6 separate regions of the Mus musculus genome follow, and regions 2, 3, 4, 5 and 6 are each linked to region 1. A link is a contact called in public ChIA-PET, Hi-C and HiChIP or PLAC-seq data. All regions are on one chromosome and are shown on one strand. The core of a region is the stretch at or near the end of the contact, and the rest is flanking DNA. Distances in the headings are between cores, read along the strand shown.

Region 1 (2,733 bases), core at 109-2,608:
CAAGCCACCCAGATCTAAAACTTCTCCTAGCAACCAGAAGCCTTTCCAGAGCTTCCTGGCTGCTGCTGCTGCTGCTGCTGCTGCTGCTGCTGCTGCTGCTCCTCCTCCTCCTGCTCCTCCTCCTCCTCCTCCTCCTCCTCCTCCTCCTCCTCCTCCTCCTCCTCCTCTTGCAACAGCTGAGCTGTAGCAGCCAGTCTGCATCCTACTAACACCATCATCCCATCAGTTGAACCCACGTTCCAAAGTACCTACTCACCTGGGAATCAGACCCTGGAAACTCAATCACTTAGCAGTTTTCATTCGAGTATGTTTGCCTGGGTGGCCAGGATTCAGAAGGAGCTCACTCACTCTGAGAGCTATTTTTAGCCCAATTTTGGTACTTGGTAAAGTAGTAATAGCTGTTATATCCAGTTGCACAGAGCAAAAACAAACAAACAAACACCAAAAAACTAGACTTTGCCTTCTCTGAGAAGCTGAGGGCCCCTCAAGATAAACAGGCTAAGGATCCAATTGACACCCGCCCCGCCTGCCCCCTATGCTGTGCCTCCTTCCGCGACACGCTGGAGGAGTACCTGGTGGCGCGGGAGGAGAGTGGGGAGCGGGGAGTGTGAGACAGGATATCAGAGCATGGCCACACAGGGCATCCACGGAGAATGGCAACACTCAGCTGCTGAGTAATTTTCCTGCGGAGCAAACAGTCGGAGCAGGGACCCTGCCAATAGCTATAATATTTTTATCCTACTTAACCAGCACCGTCCCCAAGGATGTCCCCGCGCCGCACTCTCCAGGTTCACCCTAACCCTAACCCTGGGTGCTGTGGACAGCACAGCACAGCGGTTCGGGTCAGTACGAGCTGGCGGGCGCTGCGAGGTTGGCCGAGTCCGCAGTGTCTACAGCTCGGGGAACGTGTCCACCGCGTCCCGGGCAAAGGCCCCAACACCGGCCACCGGTCCGACGCCGGGCCTACGCGGAAGCGGGCAGCAAGCAAAGCGGCCAGCGGCTCCACAGCACAAGTTCAGCCTCGTGGAAGCTGTGAACCGGTCCCCGGCCCTGAACAGCCTGCTGCTCGGCCGCAGCGCCCGCTCCCCGCCGCGCGGGAATGAATGGGCTCCCGCCCACCGCGCACGCACTCACAGGCGGCGTAGGCGAACAGCGCGATGCCGAGCAGAAGCTTCATCCTCCTGCGGTTGACTGAAGAGACAAGGCGCAACAGCCCCTTGCTCACCATGCCCGGGAACCGCTCGGGTCCGGGGCCTGCCGCGCCGGCCAGCCGCAGCACAATGCGCGGCGGCCCGAGCCCCGCCCCCGTGCACCAGCCCCACCCCCGCGCGCCCGGCTTCCTGCCGGCTAAACCACTGCGCTCGCGCGGCTGGGTCCCGGCCTCCGGCTCCGCCCACAGCCGTGCCCCGCCCTCATCCTCCTTTTCCCCGCAAGCGCAGTGTAATCCCTGAGTTTTCAGGATGGTGTCAATCAACCAGGGATGGGTGGGCACAGTGGGTGGCTCGGAGCGCGCATGCGCAGCCCAGTGTGCTTGCCCCCTTTTCGCTGCTGGGGTAGCGTTCGACGTTTGGCGCGGATCTCGGAAGTTCGCCTGCAACTTGCAGGGCGCTTGCGCGTTCTTAGTCCTACACGGCCGGCTGGGCTGTGGCCTCGCGCTGTTGGAGATGAAGAACTGGTTTGCTGTAATTGGTGTGTCTTGACAGTGAACAGTTGAGTTTCTATGAGTGCGGGGCTAGTAAGTTGCCTTCTTAGCTGTTCTTTTTGCAAGGCAGGAAAGTGATAAATCCCAAACGCGCCGGTGAATCGACAACACTTCTCTTCATTTTCTTTATTTTAAAGATGAAGGGTATATTATCATGAAGAGGTTGTTAATCGTTGGAATTTAGGACAAACCACACTGCAGTGGGAACAGCAGAAATGAGCAGGGATCATTTCTGGTACAAAGTGTATGGGAATAATTTCAGAACAACAGACACTTTGCCTGATCATAGTTACCAAAAGCGAGACAGAATGCTCTGGTTATGTCTTCTCCTTAAGCATAGCACAATGAGATCTGAGGTACTTTTCCTCTCAGATGTTTGAATATTAATGAGACTCAGTGTTGGCAGACAGTTTCACATTCATAACAACCCTGATAAAAGATAGAAACATGAGGGCTGCTTGAAGACCTATGAAGAAAGGGTTGCCATCTTCAGATTGTATGAGTGTACTGTAATGTTGGGATGTCTGCATGGTTAAGGAGGGAAGAACATAGACCGGAGACTGTGACTCTGGATTTTCATGTCTCCATCTGTAAGTCATTTCCAATTCAGGAATTTTCTGGTGAGTTTTAAGAACTAAAAACTATCCATTGAAAGGACAATTTAGAGCAAAAGCTCCACATCCTATCAAATAGGCAGACTCTTGTCAAAAGTAACTACATTAATAGTGTAGAACACAGAGGTTCCTAAAAGTGACCCATAAAACTTTGCTTTGAGCAATAGTGATAGGAAATGGTGAATTAATCAGTTGATTTTGGACTGTATCACCCAGTACTGTATTGTACCTGTCAAGCTATATCCTAAGGGAATGCATACAAAGAGTCTTCAGAAACACATGTTCTGCTAGGCCTTAGGGTATTTGATAGAATCAGAAAAGTCCTCTTTCCTTAAGATACCTTCCATCCATCTGTCAGGAAATTGTCATAATAAATGCATACCCTTTTGTCTGTAACATTGTACAGATCTATGGTGT
Region 2 (2,733 bases), core at 100-2,599, 470 kb before region 1:
GCATGGTGTTCAGTTACACCATGTGCTTCATACAGCCAGGAGGACTTTTTTCTTCCCTCCAAGCCAAACTGGAAAGAAAGGCTATAGTCTGAAGGTCACAGAGTATCAAACAACCAATAACAGATCCTCTCTGTCGCCCCCATCCACCCCACCCACCTCCCAACTCCACCCCTGGCTCCCTGACTGTGTGTGAGGGCTGTAGAAGCTGTGTCTCTTGGATGTTATGTTTTCTGTTTTCCAAGCTGAGGGAACAAAGGGAACAATGACCATCCACAACCCTTCATCACGAAGCAGCTGAAAAAGGATGGCCCCATGTAAACATTCAGCGTGTTTCCGAGCAGAGCCATCTGAACCGTCCACGTGGTCGTTTCGAACTGGGAGGAAATTCTCACTAGTGAATTCACAGCTCTGAGTGTTCAAGGGGGACTTTCCTTCAGATGCCAGGTTCAGGTACCTGTGGTTTTGGTTATGAGAATATATATATATATATTTCTTTAAAAAAAAAAAAAGTCCTCATTTCCCCTCATAGCTGTGGGCTAGCTACTCACTGCAAGGGTAATGCTGGCAACGGCACTGTTAGGCACCCTGGACACAACACTTTCCTTCTGGTCTCTATTTATCCCCTACACAGTACAGTGGTGATTTATCCAGTGACAATCAAATTGCAGTTTCCAAACATCCTGACTCCAGGGAGAGAGAGCTCTATTGTAGTCTCTGTCCACATGGCTGCTGCTCGCAAAGGATTAATGACTTTGGAGACTGACATTTCTGTGACCCCAGCGAGCAGAGGCTGGTCAGAAAACTCTTCTCTAAGATTTCTGTGTTGCAGATAAAGCTGTTCTGCCTCAGGGGCTGCCACGCTTTTGCCTCTTACATAAGCCAAGAGGCAGAAGATTGACACTTGTTAGGTAGCAGTTGAACCTAAAGTTAGGGACAAGCCACCCCGGTTATGGATCCTCAGGTATCAAAAGATAAATCCTGTCTGCTCACGCACGAGGACCTGGAGCAAGCTTTACATTGGAGGTAAATCCCATGTCCTTTACCTCATGAGCTGAGTTAAAGCAAGAGGGGATGGAGGGGATAAGAGCCAGGCAACCATTTAAGACAGCTGTGCCCAAATGCAAAAGACTTAGTGTGAGAAAACCTGAGTGGGTAACAGAGACTAGCACACAGCAGATGTTCAATTCAGACAAATAATGTCAACAACAAGGCATAAAACAACACATTTTTTAAAGAGAAAAACAAATAAAATCCCAAACAGTATTGACTCAGCTTCCTTCTGAGTCAGTGCTTCCAATCTGGAACACACAGCACTGCTCCTTGAGCCCTCCCCCTTCTCTTTTCCGGTTTGTGGTGAGGGCTTCTGAAGTCACTGCTTAGTTTCAGTCTGGATTCATTAGGCATGACCCCCATTCAAACTAGCTCTCTGCCGTCTCCCATCAGTAACCAGGGAAAACTCACTTCTCCATGCTAAATGACAAGAACTTCACAGATCAATGGGCAGAAAAGAAACTTCTCATTTAAGTAAGAGAAGCAAGAGGATCAACCCCTGCCCTGCCCTGCCCTGCCCTGCCTATGCCTTGATTCCGACAGCTTTCATTTGCAAGAGATCATCACTCAACCCACAAGGCTTGCACATGCAGGCTGTACTACCCATGAGGCCATGACAGAAGCAACCCCACTACAGGGCTTCCAAGCCCCCCCCCATTCCACATCCTCTGATACCCCCCAGAGAATCCGAGCAAAGGACCCCTAGCTTCCTCTCTCTCTTCCCAGATCACTCAGCTCCTTCCATCTTGGCTCTCTTCTATGCTGGCATCACCACAAAGTGCTGGTCTAGTCTAATTTGAAAGCTATAAGCCCATTAGGCTTTTAGTATACTTAGCTGCCCATGTCAGCAAACATACTTGACCCCAGACAGCATCGCTGTGAAACTGTACCTTAGCCGGTATTTGTGGGGGCAGAGAGAACCTGTTCAGAAAGTAAAATTCTAACTGTTTCTAAGAGGCACTGGAGAGCCTTTTTCTTTTCTTTTCTTTTTTTCTTTCTTTCTTTTTTTTTTTTCATCAAGAGCTTTCTATTTCTCTTACTTTAAATCCACATCAAAGTCTTGACTTCCTCGTTCACAAGATGTCACGGGTAGTAAGTGAGAGGCATGAATGTGCCTAGAGACTGCAAGGCGCTGAGAAGATGACCCCATTGCTCTCTGTGACAGATGCCAGGCTTCCCGCCTGGTCTCCCTCTGTAGATAATCAGTTCCTGGAAGGCAAAGGGAGTCTGGAAGATGCTTCTGTATCACTTCTTTTCCATTTTCTAGCACATGCCTGCTTCCAAGGGAGGAAGAAAGAAAGAAAGAAAGAAAGAAAGAAAGAAAGAAAGAAAGAAAGAAAGAAAGAAAGAAAGAAAGAAAGAAAGAAGGAAGGAAGGAAGGAAGGAAGGAAGGAAGGAAGAAGGAAGGAAGGAAGGGAGAAAGAGAGAAAGAGAGAAAGAGAGAAAGAGAAAGAACAAGCAAGAAATATATGTTATTAGAGAAGCCGAACAGCCAGCAAGCTGAACTCCTTACTAACAAATTAAAAAGAGTCTCTGGTGATTTGGAATTATGAAACAGGAAGGACAAAGTACTTTGCATACCACACAGATTTGTTCAACCAATAGAGCAGTGATCCTGGTGGCATCAAGGATCCCTGCAAGATTGTTTTCCGTCTCTGTTTATCATTCCACTGAGTAGCTATG
Region 3 (2,733 bases), core at 159-2,658, 360 kb before region 1:
TGGCGGCTTTGCCAGGCAAAAAGATCTGTAGGTGCAAACAGAGCTCCAAGTATTTTATTGAGACCCAGATCCATCCCCTTTCTTTTCCTCCTTTCCTCCTTTCTTACTTGCTTACTTAGAGATTTATTTATGAGGGCCCCAGGTATGCTAGGCAAGAGCTCTACCACTGAACCACACCCCTAGCCCGAGACCTTGATTTCTGAGACACAGTTTTTTGGCACTTTTTATTTATTTTCTTTCTGTGGTATGGATGCCTTTGAATAGTAAGGATGACACAGTAACTTTATTCTTCTTTATTGAGTGTATCTCTTTATTGTTCTAATTTTATAAATTCATGTCTTGCTAAAATGAGCAGAACAGACTCCTTAAGACAGTTGTGAAGAAGACTCCTCCCCATCTTGCAGACTTCCTGTTCTCAGCTTCATGTTTGCAGCCTCTGTTTTTGTGGCCACTGTGTATAACTGTACAATCTTCTCAACACATACATCTCTCCCTTTGAAGGGACTTCCTGACAACAGATGAAACACTCTTAGCCTTGGCATGTCCTTTTAAGAGTGACTGTTGCTCTTGGTAGGTTGTTCATTGGAGCCATATTTGGGGCACAGGGTAAATGGTAGAGTTGGATTATTATGCTTTTAGTCAGTGGCCAGATGAAAGAGAGGCCTGGGTATTCCTTTGTTTAGTAACCCATTTGCTACACACAAACATCATCTAATGGTGGGGGTGTGCTTGAGAAATCTGTCATGTGATTCATGTCACAAACCTAAATGGTACAGGAATACCAGACAGCCATGTTACACACCTGGAAGGTCTGGATGTATGTATGTATGTGTGTGTTCATTCTCTTGTTTGTAGTCATGATGACAGCTGTACAAGATTAAATTAAGCACAAGAGAACATGAGGCAATCAGGAGACACAGTAAGCTCCAAGTATTTAAGACAGCAGAGGGGTTATAGTTTGTGTGTGTGTGTATGTGTGTGTGTGCTATGAGCAGTCATTTATCATCAAGTGTAATGTCCTGCATACAATTGCACATGCATTTACATATGTGGCACAGTCGGTTCCATGAGCATCAGTGCCAGGGTGGCTGTGACATTACCAGTCTGTAGGATGTTTGTGTTCCAGTGTCCCCTAAGAACCACTGTAACTTACGTGATTTGTCAGTGACTGAAATTTCATTATGTGGCACATTATTGTATTTTCCGTCAGCTTGTCATGCCTGAAACAGGCAGATAGCCTACCAGAGGTACTATTTAGATTGTACGTTTTAGAAGAAGACATGTTTTGACTGGGTGTCTTTGTAGGCATGTGTATTGGATGTGGCAGGCCCAGACTCCAGACTCACAGAGCTTAGTAGTAGGCTGTGTATTTTCAGCTGCTACACGTGTACTGTTTATTACGCAGTGTCAGGTGACTAATACAGGATACCAGAGTGGCCTATTTTTATTACTTCTTGGTCAGCATTTGCTACCAAGCATGACTCTTCAAAATTACTATTCTCGTTCTCCGTGAGGTTTTTATGGTGTTTCCCCTAATTTTTTCAAGAGTGCAGAAAATTACTTTACGGGGTACCTTTTTTTTTTTTTTTTTTAGCAAAAGGGTGAAGAGGAGATGTTGGAGGTGAGGGCCAGTTTGAACCAGTGGGTGTGAAATGCCGCAGCACTCGCAGCTTGAGGGGCACAGAAGGTGTGCAGGCCTTCCAGCTGGGAACTGTGTGTGCTGAGGGCGTGGTCCTGGAGGCACTGGAAGGAGTAGGAGAACTTGGTCTGTTTTAACCTGCCATAGATACCTTGCTCTCTGAGGGCTCTTTTCCCTTCCCAGAGCCCATCTACACTGTGGCCTGTGCTAGGAACCCAGGGATGGGCTTCTGCAGACTGTGCTTGCATCCACACACCCTGCCTCTGCTCCCTCATAGGTTTCAGGCCCTGCATTCTGTTGCCTTCTGTAATGAGGTCTGTTAGATTTATTACTAGTTTTAATGTCTACAAGTTAGTATAATGATAGACTAGTGCCTTTGTTTTCAGGGGTTTTTTGTTTCTGTTTTTGGATGCATACTGTTGGTCAGACTCAGGAGTGGAGGGAAGTGTTGGTCTCAGAAGCCTGCTGTCCTTTAACTCCTTCCATGTGGGTTGCACATAGGTGCACATAGGTCGCTGTGTGAGGTGGATGGTGCTCAGCAGCACACGGAACCAGGGGCTGCTGCTTCTGGTGCTGACTGAGCATAATTCCATCCACAAACCTTGTGTCTGTGTTTAGAGGGCCTGCGGGGGTTTTATTCCCTCTGTGCGCTTTGCCATTGCAGGGATTCTGTGTGGGTGAAGTCCACTCTCACCTACCAATGCTGAACGGTCGTGCTCACCTTCCTCTCTCTAGAAAGAGGAAGCCTGGAGTGTTTGATTGTGGAGTCCTGTCTGTTCCTTTCATTAGATCCCTTTTACTTTAGTGGTGTCATATTTATTGTTGTTGAGCCACTGTAGGCAACCCCATTTAAAAAGTAGAGAAATGTATTAATGTAACTTCCCATTCAGTTGTTACTGTAGGGCAACTGCCAGCATAGTCTGCTCGTGATGGACAATAAAAGCTTAGAAGTTGACATTGAGTTAACTCGGTAGGACTTTATTTTTTTCATTTAGCCTTGTTTCCACAATAGCTTAACTGCTGTTTTGTGGAAGGTATTTTTGTAGATGTTCTAGCTTGGTGCGCTGATAAGACACATTTAGGAATATCTCTTT
Region 4 (2,733 bases), core at 108-2,607, 350 kb after region 1:
TTGTTTGTGGCAGTCTTGGGCAGGCTCCTTAAGGAAATCGGAAGAAAACTGTAACTACAGTTTTGACAAAGACTGTGTCAGAGGGACTTAAAGATTTCAAAGCCTTGAGGCAGAACCTTGTTTATATACATATTCTAGAGAGGCAAGGAGACCAATGGGAATGGGGGAGGTGGTGATAACAGTGGTTAATATTGGAGAGAAGAAACTGAAACCTTGTAGTGTCTGGTACATCAGAGAGAGGAGTGTGCATGTCTTAGATGTAGGAGGTGGGAGGAAAGGTTCTAGATTCCTGGTTCTGGGCCAGTAGTAGAGTGGAGAAGAGGAAGGGAGAGTTAAATTGAGATAAGTTCAACCTGAGAGTCTCACTAGATACACAGGCAGGAGTACTCTGTTGGTAATTGAATGCATATGCTTGTGGTCAGAGTAAGCAGTCTAGATAACTAAATGTAGAGGTCAGCTTATATAGAAAATTTCACATAAGACTACTTAAAATTTAAATCTCAACAGAATATTTAACAAAAGAACCTATTTTTAAATTAAATATGTCCTCGGATGTTGGTTTAACATATACAGCTTATATAATATGTTATATAAAATTTATAAAATATTAAAACTTTATAATATATAAATTATATATAATATTAATTTTTATAAAATATTAAAGAATGCAGTGGTTTATGCCTTTATTCCCAGCATTTGGGAAGCAGAGGCCCATTGGATCTCTGTGAGTTTGAGGCTAGCCTGATCTACAAAATGAGTTCCAGTACAGTCAGGGCTGCACAAAGAAACCCTGTCTTGAAAAACAAAACAAAACAACATCTATCTGTCTGTATGTCCTTTCTTCTGTCTGTCTGTCTGTCTGTCTGTCTGTCTGTCTGTCTCTGTATATATATATATATATGATCGATTGATTGATTGCTATTTATACAGGACTGGACCGTAACAAGCTAATCAACTTGGCCTATCTACTGGGCAGTGACTATACGGAAGGGATACCAACTGTAGGCTGTGTAACAGCCATGGAGATTCTCAATGAATTCCCTGGACGAGGCCTGGACCCACTCCTAAAATTCTCGTAAGCCTTTTTCTCATGCCTTTAATTCAGGTATATATATATATACTCAGACTAATACATGGATTATTTTTAACTGAGCTCTTACTGTGCTGTTGCTTAGGCTGAGCTCAAAGTTGCAATCCTCCAGCCTCAGCTTCCTATGTAGCTGCTACTGTAGGTGTGTGCCATCACTTTTGAGAATATGTTTCTAAAATCACAAGCTGTCCCAAGTCATTGTACATTGAGGCAGTAGTTGGTGACAGTGGCTGTGGTTTCCAGGGCCTTGGTGAATCTGTTTTTGGTCTATTTTAGTCTCGTTTTGGTCATGGCTGATTTATCCTAGTCCAGGGACACAAAGATGGTCTGTAGTGCTCATTAATGTGTGAGCTGCCTCTGAGTTCATTTAGATGATTATAGAGTAGTCAATATGAGTAAGATATTCAGGCCTTATCAGTGGAAAAGATGAGTAGTTATATTCTACACCCTTGCCGCTTCTTGTGGGAGTAAATGGATAGTGGAGAAGCAAATGAAATTGTTCAGTATTGCTAGTGAAATTTTTCACCACTTGTTCAGTGTTATAAAAGAAGTCAACCATAAATGTGCTTTGAGGTGCAGGTGCAGGAACTTACATTGTAAAGTCACTTTCCAGGAAAACCCACGTGCTGACCCAGAGTTTGCTGTACTTAAGGTGCAGCTTCTGAGCTTTGGAGAAGTTGACATATTCGGGATCTGTTATTGTTATGCCCAGGACTCGGGATTCTTTAAGGGGTGTATTAAGGGCAGATACTTGTGTGCTTTGCCAGTATTATGTTGTAAAACTGGTTAAGAAAACATTTCCCTCTAGAGGACTCAAGTGAGTTCCCAGCACCTACATTAGATGGCCTCCGAGGGCACCTGCACATATGTGACAGTCACATATATACTCAAAACAAAACAAGCAAAAACTTAAAAAGAAAAGAAAGCATTATTTTCCTCTTGATTTTGGTATTGAAGCCCACTGTTAAGCTTTTGAATGGTAGATGGCACTCTGAAGTTGCTCACTGAAGTGGCCTGCAGGCTGGAACCCAGTTGCTGGTACTAATATGTGAAGACATAGAATTGAAGGGAGGGTAGGTATTCTTTACAAACTGCTGCAAGTTGGGTAGGTGAGGAGCATGTTTGAATTTCCATGGTATTATCTCTCAGTTTTCTGTTGGCACACTGCAGTTACCTACCTTAAACCTCCTTAGCCTCCACTAGCAGCACGTGGTGTTTTTGCTCCTGACTCTGAAACTTGCGTGGGAGTCTTTTATTCTTATTCTCTGTCTTAGAACAGGTCAAAGCTCAAGGACCTGCTGCAAGTTTCACACGCCAGGCACTGTCAGTAGACAGATAAAATGCTGGTAGACCTTGGCTAGTCTCCATTGAGATCTCTGCAGTGAGCACAGGTTTCTCAAGGAGTGGTGGCTGCTTCCAAGGGCAGTTTTTTCCAAAAAAAGCAGGAAGTGAACAGGCATGTTTTCTGCTCCACAGCTATAGCTTCTTGATCATTATCCAAAGTCACAGAGATGGAATAATGATCTCTTCATCAGAGGAGCATTAAAAGAAAAAAGAAAGTGTGCCATAATAAATTATCATTAAGATTGAAAATATTTTAAAGTGGACTTAATATTTTAAAAAAATCAAAATTAGCAGTCTAA
Region 5 (2,733 bases), core at 69-2,568, 290 kb before region 1:
GCTGATAGAGGTTACGTTTATATGGATGGTAGATATCCTGACCCTAGTCTTCAGGCTAGGACAACAGAGGACGGTGTCTGTTTTTAGAGGCTGGAAACAGGGCCTCAACATGACCCATGCATGACTTTCCAAGCCCTGAGCTCAGTAGTGAGAATGGAGAAGCTCATTTACAGTGAAATTTACAGTGGTGCTTTCCAGACCTTGCGGCTCAACGTGGAACACAGAAGCATCAGTCATTGATTACTTGGGGATTCTGAACCCAAAAGACCAGCAGAAGGACAAAGAGAAATGGAGAGACAGGAAAAAATAAAAATAAAAGTAAATAAATAAAAGTGGCCTGGAGAGGAGACCTGTATGAGTTGAGTAGAGAGGGAGTGGGTGTGTTTGGTGGAAATGACAGGTGGGGACACTCCTGCATGACTGTTAAGTATAGAGAGCTCACGGCTTACATTTTTGTTGCTGCCAGAGTAAAGTACCTCAGACTGGTTCCTTTGTAAGGAAAAGAAAATGTATTAGCTGGAACGTGGTGACACATACCTGCAATCCTGGCAGGAAGATCAGAAGAAGTTCGAGGTCTGCCTTGGAACCATAGCCGAGTTTGAAGCCAGTTTGAGCTGCATGAGGCTCTGTTTCAAAATAGAGGAGGGGAAATGGCCTACCTGGTCAGAACACTTGCATTAAGACCTGAGTTTGACTCCCCAAGCCTGTGGAAAATGTCAAGTGTGTTTGGATGTATATGTGCGCCCCTAACACTGGTGGGGTGGGAGTGGGGTAGGGTGGAGCCGGAGCTTGTTGGCCACTAACCCAGCTCCAGGTTAAGTGAGAGGTCCTGTCTGAAGAGAGCAAGGCAGAACATGGTAGAGCAAGATGCCCGCTGCCCTCCTCTGACCTCCTCATGTATACTGGTGCTTATTCCCAGAGTCTGCTGTTATACATAGGTCTGGAGGCTAAGCCATGGAACATAGTTGCTTTGTTTCTGTGAATTTCGGGTTTTAGAGCCATTTAAATCATTTTTATTTGGTGACTACAGCAGAGACCTGATATTTCTGAGGTGCATAGTAAGTACCTCAAGCCAGCCTTTCCATCATTTTCTTTTTTTGATGGCTAACCTTCAGTATCCAGTCCTCTTCAGGGTTTGCTTTTGTCTTTTCTGGATGTGGCTTTGGCCTGCTGAACGCAGAACTCCTGAGCTTTGTGAGTGCTTAAGGGGCAGCTGCTCCTCCTATCTTTGATTGCAGCTAACTGAATAGTTAACACCAATAGACTAATGCCAGGGAGGGGTAACAAAATACCACATCCTGTTAGTTAAAAGCTGTCACGGCTTCACTCCCTGGCAGAAAGGGGCTAGAGAACTTTACAATAGCATGCAGGAGCTGATACACAGGTGTGGACTCCTTCTACAGTTGGGCATTGTGCTGTCGGTCGCTCTGAAGCCCAGCAGAAAGCTCCCACAGCAGAAAACCCAGGTCCCCACCTGACCTCATGTGGCTTTTCAGAGAATGATCAGCAAGGGCTTCACTTATTTAATCTTTGCCTCACCCATAAAAGAGAAGTGAGTACCTCATTTTTCAGAAGAATATTGAGTCTTGGAAGTTACTGTTGTGCTGAAGAACACACACACAGTAAGTCATGAGGTTGAAATTCAAACCCACTGAAGCCTGCCTGCACTCTCTGCCGTTCTCCAGTCTCTTAGGGGACCCCAGGGAGAAAGGAGTGAGCTGTCTAGTTGATTCCTGTGGACTGTTCATATTGGTGACTTGGTTGCTCCCTGGCTGTTGTTTCGATTTACCCTTTGTATGCATTTCAGTTAAGTTGCTTGGATGGCTCCTTGCTGCTCTCAATGGAGTTGGTGCAAAGCACATGGGCTGTCTCTGCAGGGTGCCTGATATTCGCCAGGGCATTTAAGTTTTCTGACAGGCCCTTTACTTCTTGGTTCTTTGGAGTGCTTGAGGTTTTTATCCTGTTAAGGGAGATATTGATTTGTGGCAGTGCATTTGCTGTAGAAGTCCTGGGCTTTTCTGTACTGACTGAAGTCTGCTTGCCATCTTGCCTTAGAACATGATTCCTAGCCAAGTCACTCTGTGGAACTACTTCATTAAAGATCAGGACACAGCCCAACACACCCCTGGAAAATTTTAACATTAAAGAAGCAGGACCTCAATTCTGTCTCAGATGTCCAGACTTCTCTAGAAGTCTGTCATGACTTCACCCACTCTGTGGTGTCATTACTATCTACCCTTGTGCACGTATGAGTTAAACGCAAAAGCATTCTTATTTAGAATCCATTACAACTCTGTCTCCCCAGATTGTTCACAGTAGAAACAGGCTGCCACATGGATTGCTGCTGGAATACTATGGAAACTTCTATACTGTTGTGCTGCCAGACACTCAGAATAATTCATATAATTCATATTTGTTTTTGTATCACATGCATTTCCAAGTATTTAGAACCAAAAATATAAAACAGCTTATAACAGATCAGTGGGAGGATAATTAGGAAATAGAGAAAGATTTTTTTTTTAAGTTAATAGGACAAAATCTAGGAGAGACCATGAGATGTGGGAGGGGTATAGCTAAGAAATCCTGGAGAAGCAGGTGTGGAGCTAGCAGTAGAGTGCATGAAATCCGTGTTGCTCCGCCCACTAGGCTGCCGTAGCCCCTTGTGTCTTCATGGAGGACAGAAGGTCAGATTCATTACTGTGAGTCCCTGTCTCTGTTTATAGGTTCCACACC
Region 6 (2,733 bases), core at 85-2,584, 270 kb before region 1:
TGGAGCCTAACGGAGCTATAGGTTGCCCAGTTCATCCTGCGTTGTGTTCATGTGTGGGGCTGTGCTGTACTGCTGTCTGGAGTGGGTCAGATCCCTGGCCTCTGGAGTACTGTTGCTGCTGCTGCTAAAGGGTCTGGATGCTCGCTCTCAGGCCTGCCAGCGCGGTAAAGGGAGAGGAGGCCATTCCCTGTCCGCTAAAGCAGCTCTGCAGACTAAGAAAAAAATGTCAGATTGACAGTTCAACCTTAAGAGTGTTCAGAAGTGTTCTCATTCAAATCCCTTAGATCTGTAGCTCCTTTTTGCAAAAAGACTTATATAGAGTTCTTGCAAAATGGTTAGTACAGGGTAGAAATGCTTTTCACCCAAAATATGTATGTAAAAGTATAATGGAAAGAGAAACTTAAAGCCCAGGATCAGATATGCCTTTATCACTTGACTCCCTGAAATGCCCACGTGGCTAATGTGTGAACTGTACTAAGAGGGAACTTCTGAGGCTGGCTTTTTCGATATTTGGGTTTTGCCTGGTTTGCATTTTTTTTTTTTTTTTTTTTACTTTACTGTGGCTGCAGTAGACACGAGTGTGTGTCTTACATATGGAGACTTTCATTTACTTCTCAGAGAAAGGATTTGTAAGTTTGGCTTGCCTACTGGCAATCCCACAAGCATGCTATGTAAAGTTAGTCTTGATATGAAACTATACACATGGACTTGGAATGTGTGTCTTCAATAAAACACGTGTACAGCAGACTAAGGACAAATGGGTGTGTGGACCAGCAAGCCCACTTGGGGGCCCCTTCTGCTGTGGAAAAGTAGGGTGCTCCCTATCTCACACTTGAGAAACGACATCAATGTCCTTTGAAGAGTTCTTTCCCATTCCACAAGAGGGCTGGAGAGATGGCTCCGTGGTTAAGAGCACTGACTGCTCTTCCGGAGGTCCTGAGTTTAAATCCCAGCAACCACATGGTGGCTCACAACCATCTGTAATGTGATCGGATGCCCTCTTCTGGTGTGTCTGAAGACAGCTACCGTGTACTTACATATAATAAATAAATAAATCTTTTTAAAAAAAAAAGAAAGAAAAATTCAACAAGAAAGGTTTATGTTTAAAGGAACTCGCAGACAAAATCATCATACAGCTTGTTCAAGGCAGACACACTTACCAGGCCCAGAATACCCATCTCTGTGACCTTCCATACCATTAAAAGGGCCATCCTGAAGCCGTGGAGTGCCACTTACAGCTTTATACATTCACTGTCAGTTTACTGTTATGGACTTCGCATGCACAGAGAATAAAGAACTGTGGTAGATTGAAACCAGAACAGTTAGCTTTATAACCACTTTCACAGTTTGGCCTTGTGCCTACATCCCGTCCACAGCATGGTGTTAATGCCATCTGCTCCAGAGCGGCATAGTGGCTCCAGCAAACACAGGCAGTCAGTGTCCCTAGGAATTTTGAGAGGTAGACAAAAATGTATTTGTAGAAGAATGAGCTAGGAAGTCCAGAGAGTCCTTGATGCTGGGGCCGTCTCTCAACTTTTTTCTGGTCCCTTAAAAAAAAAAAAAAAAAAAAACGAAGTAGTCAGCAGGTGTCTCAAGTGGGCAAAATCTCTGTTTGATCTCCAAGAGGCAGCACTTGGGGACAGTGCCTCCTCGCCATGACTTCCCATGCCCGCTGTTGGTGGCTTCTGCGGCAGGAAGGGAACAGCCTCCCCACCCACCGTGGTCCTTCCGTTTCCTGGATCCCCATCAGTTTCTCAGATCTCTTGTCGATCACCACTTAACCTTTACCCTTTTTCCTTTTGTGGTAAAACGTCTTTAAAACCAAATTGGCTGTTTCAACAGTTTTTAAGTGTGCATTTCAGTCAGTGAATGCTTTTACATCATTGTGCAGCTGCTAATCTTCAGAGCTCCATTACTGTCCCAAACTGAAACTCTGTCCTCATTGGACACTGACTCCCTAGCTGCCCTCTTCCCTGAGATTCCTTTCCCACTCTGGGTTTTTATACTTAGGAGCCTCTTATAAGTGGGTTGCCTCCACTGAATTATGTTCTGGTTGTCCCTGATTTTATTTCAGTTATAATGTCTTTGGAGTTCATTTATGTTGTAGCAATATTTTAGAAATTGTCCTTCAATAATGAGTAATATTCCTTTTTCGATATCTATTCATCTGGTGATAGATTTTCAGGGTGTTTCTAGTTTTGTTTTTAATTATTAATAATGCTGCTATGATTGTGGGTATATAGATATTTCTTTAAGTTTCTACTTGAATTCTCTTAGGTGTACCCTTTGGTAGGTTTGCTGAATCAAATGGCAAACTTATTTTAATTTTATGAAACCCACAGTGATGCTTCACAAGTCCCCGCCACTACACATTTCCTTGACAAACCCTGATGCCCTGACAGGAGCAGCGAAGTTAGAAGTAGCGTTTTTATGCCGTGGAGTCTGCGGTACATATTAAATTTAGTGTGTGGTAACCATAGTGGAATCCCACGTTCACCTTCCTTGCTGTACTCGGTTTCGCTTTATAAAGTTGCAGTGTTATGATGAGTGTCCGGCATGTAGCAGAATCAATCCACTGCCGGAGCTCAGAAGCAGTACTTCTTAGACAGGTAGCATCATTGTCAGCAACAAACTTGCTAGAAGTACAGAGTACCAGGCCCCTCCTGCAGTGAATCTGATGCTGGGACTTGAAGTCCTGCCTTGTGGGGTGTATGCCCCCTGAACATACTTTAT

What was found. Hi-C and Micro-C count contacts between places; a contact is called where the count stands out from the background. ChIA-PET counts read pairs in DNA pulled down with a chosen protein or histone mark. HiChIP or PLAC-seq counts read pairs in DNA pulled down with a chosen protein or histone mark.
Region 2: an H3K4me3 HiChIP or PLAC-seq map of the 230-238 cell line shows a contact between it and region 1, with 14 read pairs. The contact joins the enhancer-like site here to the promoter of Uxs1 in region 1. A contact is called at or near these places in 3 of 39 promoter capture datasets (the C10 cell line, cranial neural crest and pre-B cells), 1 of 484 Hi-C or Micro-C datasets (pre-B cells) and 2 of 115 datasets of contacts at active chromatin or transcription factors (the 230-238 cell line and effector CD8 T cells).
Region 3: a contact with region 1 is called in a Hi-C map of bone marrow-derived macrophages, with 3 times the contacts expected there. The contact joins the enhancer-like site here to the promoter of Uxs1 in region 1. A contact is called at or near these places in 8 of 484 Hi-C or Micro-C datasets (CD8 T cells, Th1 cells, bone marrow-derived macrophages and 5 more), 2 of 115 datasets of contacts at active chromatin or transcription factors (memory CD8 T cells and pancreatic cancer cells) and 1 of 9 other capture datasets (pancreatic islet).
Region 4: an H3K4me3 HiChIP or PLAC-seq map of the 230-238 cell line shows a contact between it and region 1, with 2.5 times the contacts expected there. The contact joins the enhancer-like site here to the promoter of Uxs1 in region 1. A contact is called at or near these places in 1 of 39 promoter capture datasets (pre-B cells), 1 of 484 Hi-C or Micro-C datasets (pro-B cells), 3 of 115 datasets of contacts at active chromatin or transcription factors (the 230-238 cell line and craniofacial prominence) and 1 of 9 other capture datasets (adipose tissue).
Region 5: an RNA polymerase II ChIA-PET map of memory CD8 T cells shows a contact between it and region 1, with 17 read pairs. The contact joins the enhancer-like site here to the promoter of Uxs1 in region 1. A contact is called at or near these places in 1 of 484 Hi-C or Micro-C datasets (CD4 T cells) and 2 of 115 datasets of contacts at active chromatin or transcription factors (memory CD8 T cells and pancreatic cancer cells).
Region 6: a Hi-C map of cerebellar granule neurons shows a contact between it and region 1, with 3 times the contacts expected there. The contact joins the enhancer-like site here to the promoter of Uxs1 in region 1. A contact is called at or near these places in 1 of 484 Hi-C or Micro-C datasets (cerebellar granule neurons) and 1 of 115 datasets of contacts at active chromatin or transcription factors (memory CD8 T cells).

What each region holds. Positions count from the first base shown.
Region 1 is chr1:43,826,481-43,829,213 of GRCm38.p6, forward strand. Uxs1 (UDP-glucuronate decarboxylase 1) reads right to left here and starts at 1,359. Exons shown (of 15, transcript NM_026430.4): 1 at 1,135-1,359. The coding sequence starts at 1,228.
Region 2 is chr1:43,360,197-43,362,929 of GRCm38.p6, forward strand. No RefSeq gene overlaps it. Among named protein-coding and RNA genes, the nearest start is that of Nck2, 84 kb to the right of the region's middle. Within about 2 kb of position 1,350, at least 128 of the 459 cell types and tissues checked have an H3K27ac peak or open chromatin away from gene starts, as enhancers often do. A contact at or near this core is called in the 230-238 cell line and effector CD8 T cells, where this site is marked.
Region 3 is chr1:43,464,698-43,467,430 of GRCm38.p6, forward strand. The region is part of intron 1 of Nck2 (non-catalytic region of tyrosine kinase adaptor protein 2); the gene reads left to right. Among named protein-coding and RNA genes, the nearest start is that of Nck2, 20 kb to the left of the region's middle. Within about 2 kb of position 1,409, at least 84 of the 459 cell types and tissues checked have an H3K27ac peak or open chromatin away from gene starts, as enhancers often do. A contact at or near this core is called in CD8 T cells, Th1 cells, bone marrow-derived macrophages and 5 more, where this site is marked.
Region 4 is chr1:44,174,909-44,177,641 of GRCm38.p6, forward strand. It overlaps Ercc5 (excision repair cross-complementing rodent repair deficiency, complementation group 5), which reads left to right. Exons shown (of 15, transcript NM_011729.2): 12 at 931-1,075. Among named protein-coding and RNA genes, the nearest start is that of Ercc5, 29 kb to the left of the region's middle. Within about 2 kb of position 1,358, at least 6 of the 459 cell types and tissues checked have an H3K27ac peak or open chromatin away from gene starts, as enhancers often do. A contact at or near this core is called in the 230-238 cell line and pro-B cells, where this site is marked.
Region 5 is chr1:43,541,188-43,543,920 of GRCm38.p6, forward strand. The region is part of intron 3 of Nck2 (non-catalytic region of tyrosine kinase adaptor protein 2); the gene reads left to right. Among named protein-coding and RNA genes, the nearest start is that of Nck2, 97 kb to the left of the region's middle. Within about 2 kb of position 1,319, at least 64 of the 459 cell types and tissues checked have an H3K27ac peak or open chromatin away from gene starts, as enhancers often do. A contact at or near this core is called in memory CD8 T cells, where this site is marked.
Region 6 is chr1:43,560,822-43,563,554 of GRCm38.p6, forward strand. All of the region lies in intron 4 of Nck2 (non-catalytic region of tyrosine kinase adaptor protein 2), which reads left to right. Among named protein-coding and RNA genes, the nearest start is that of Nck2, 120 kb to the left of the region's middle. Within about 2 kb of position 1,335, at least 42 of the 459 cell types and tissues checked have an H3K27ac peak or open chromatin away from gene starts, as enhancers often do. A contact at or near this core is called in cerebellar granule neurons and memory CD8 T cells, where this site is marked.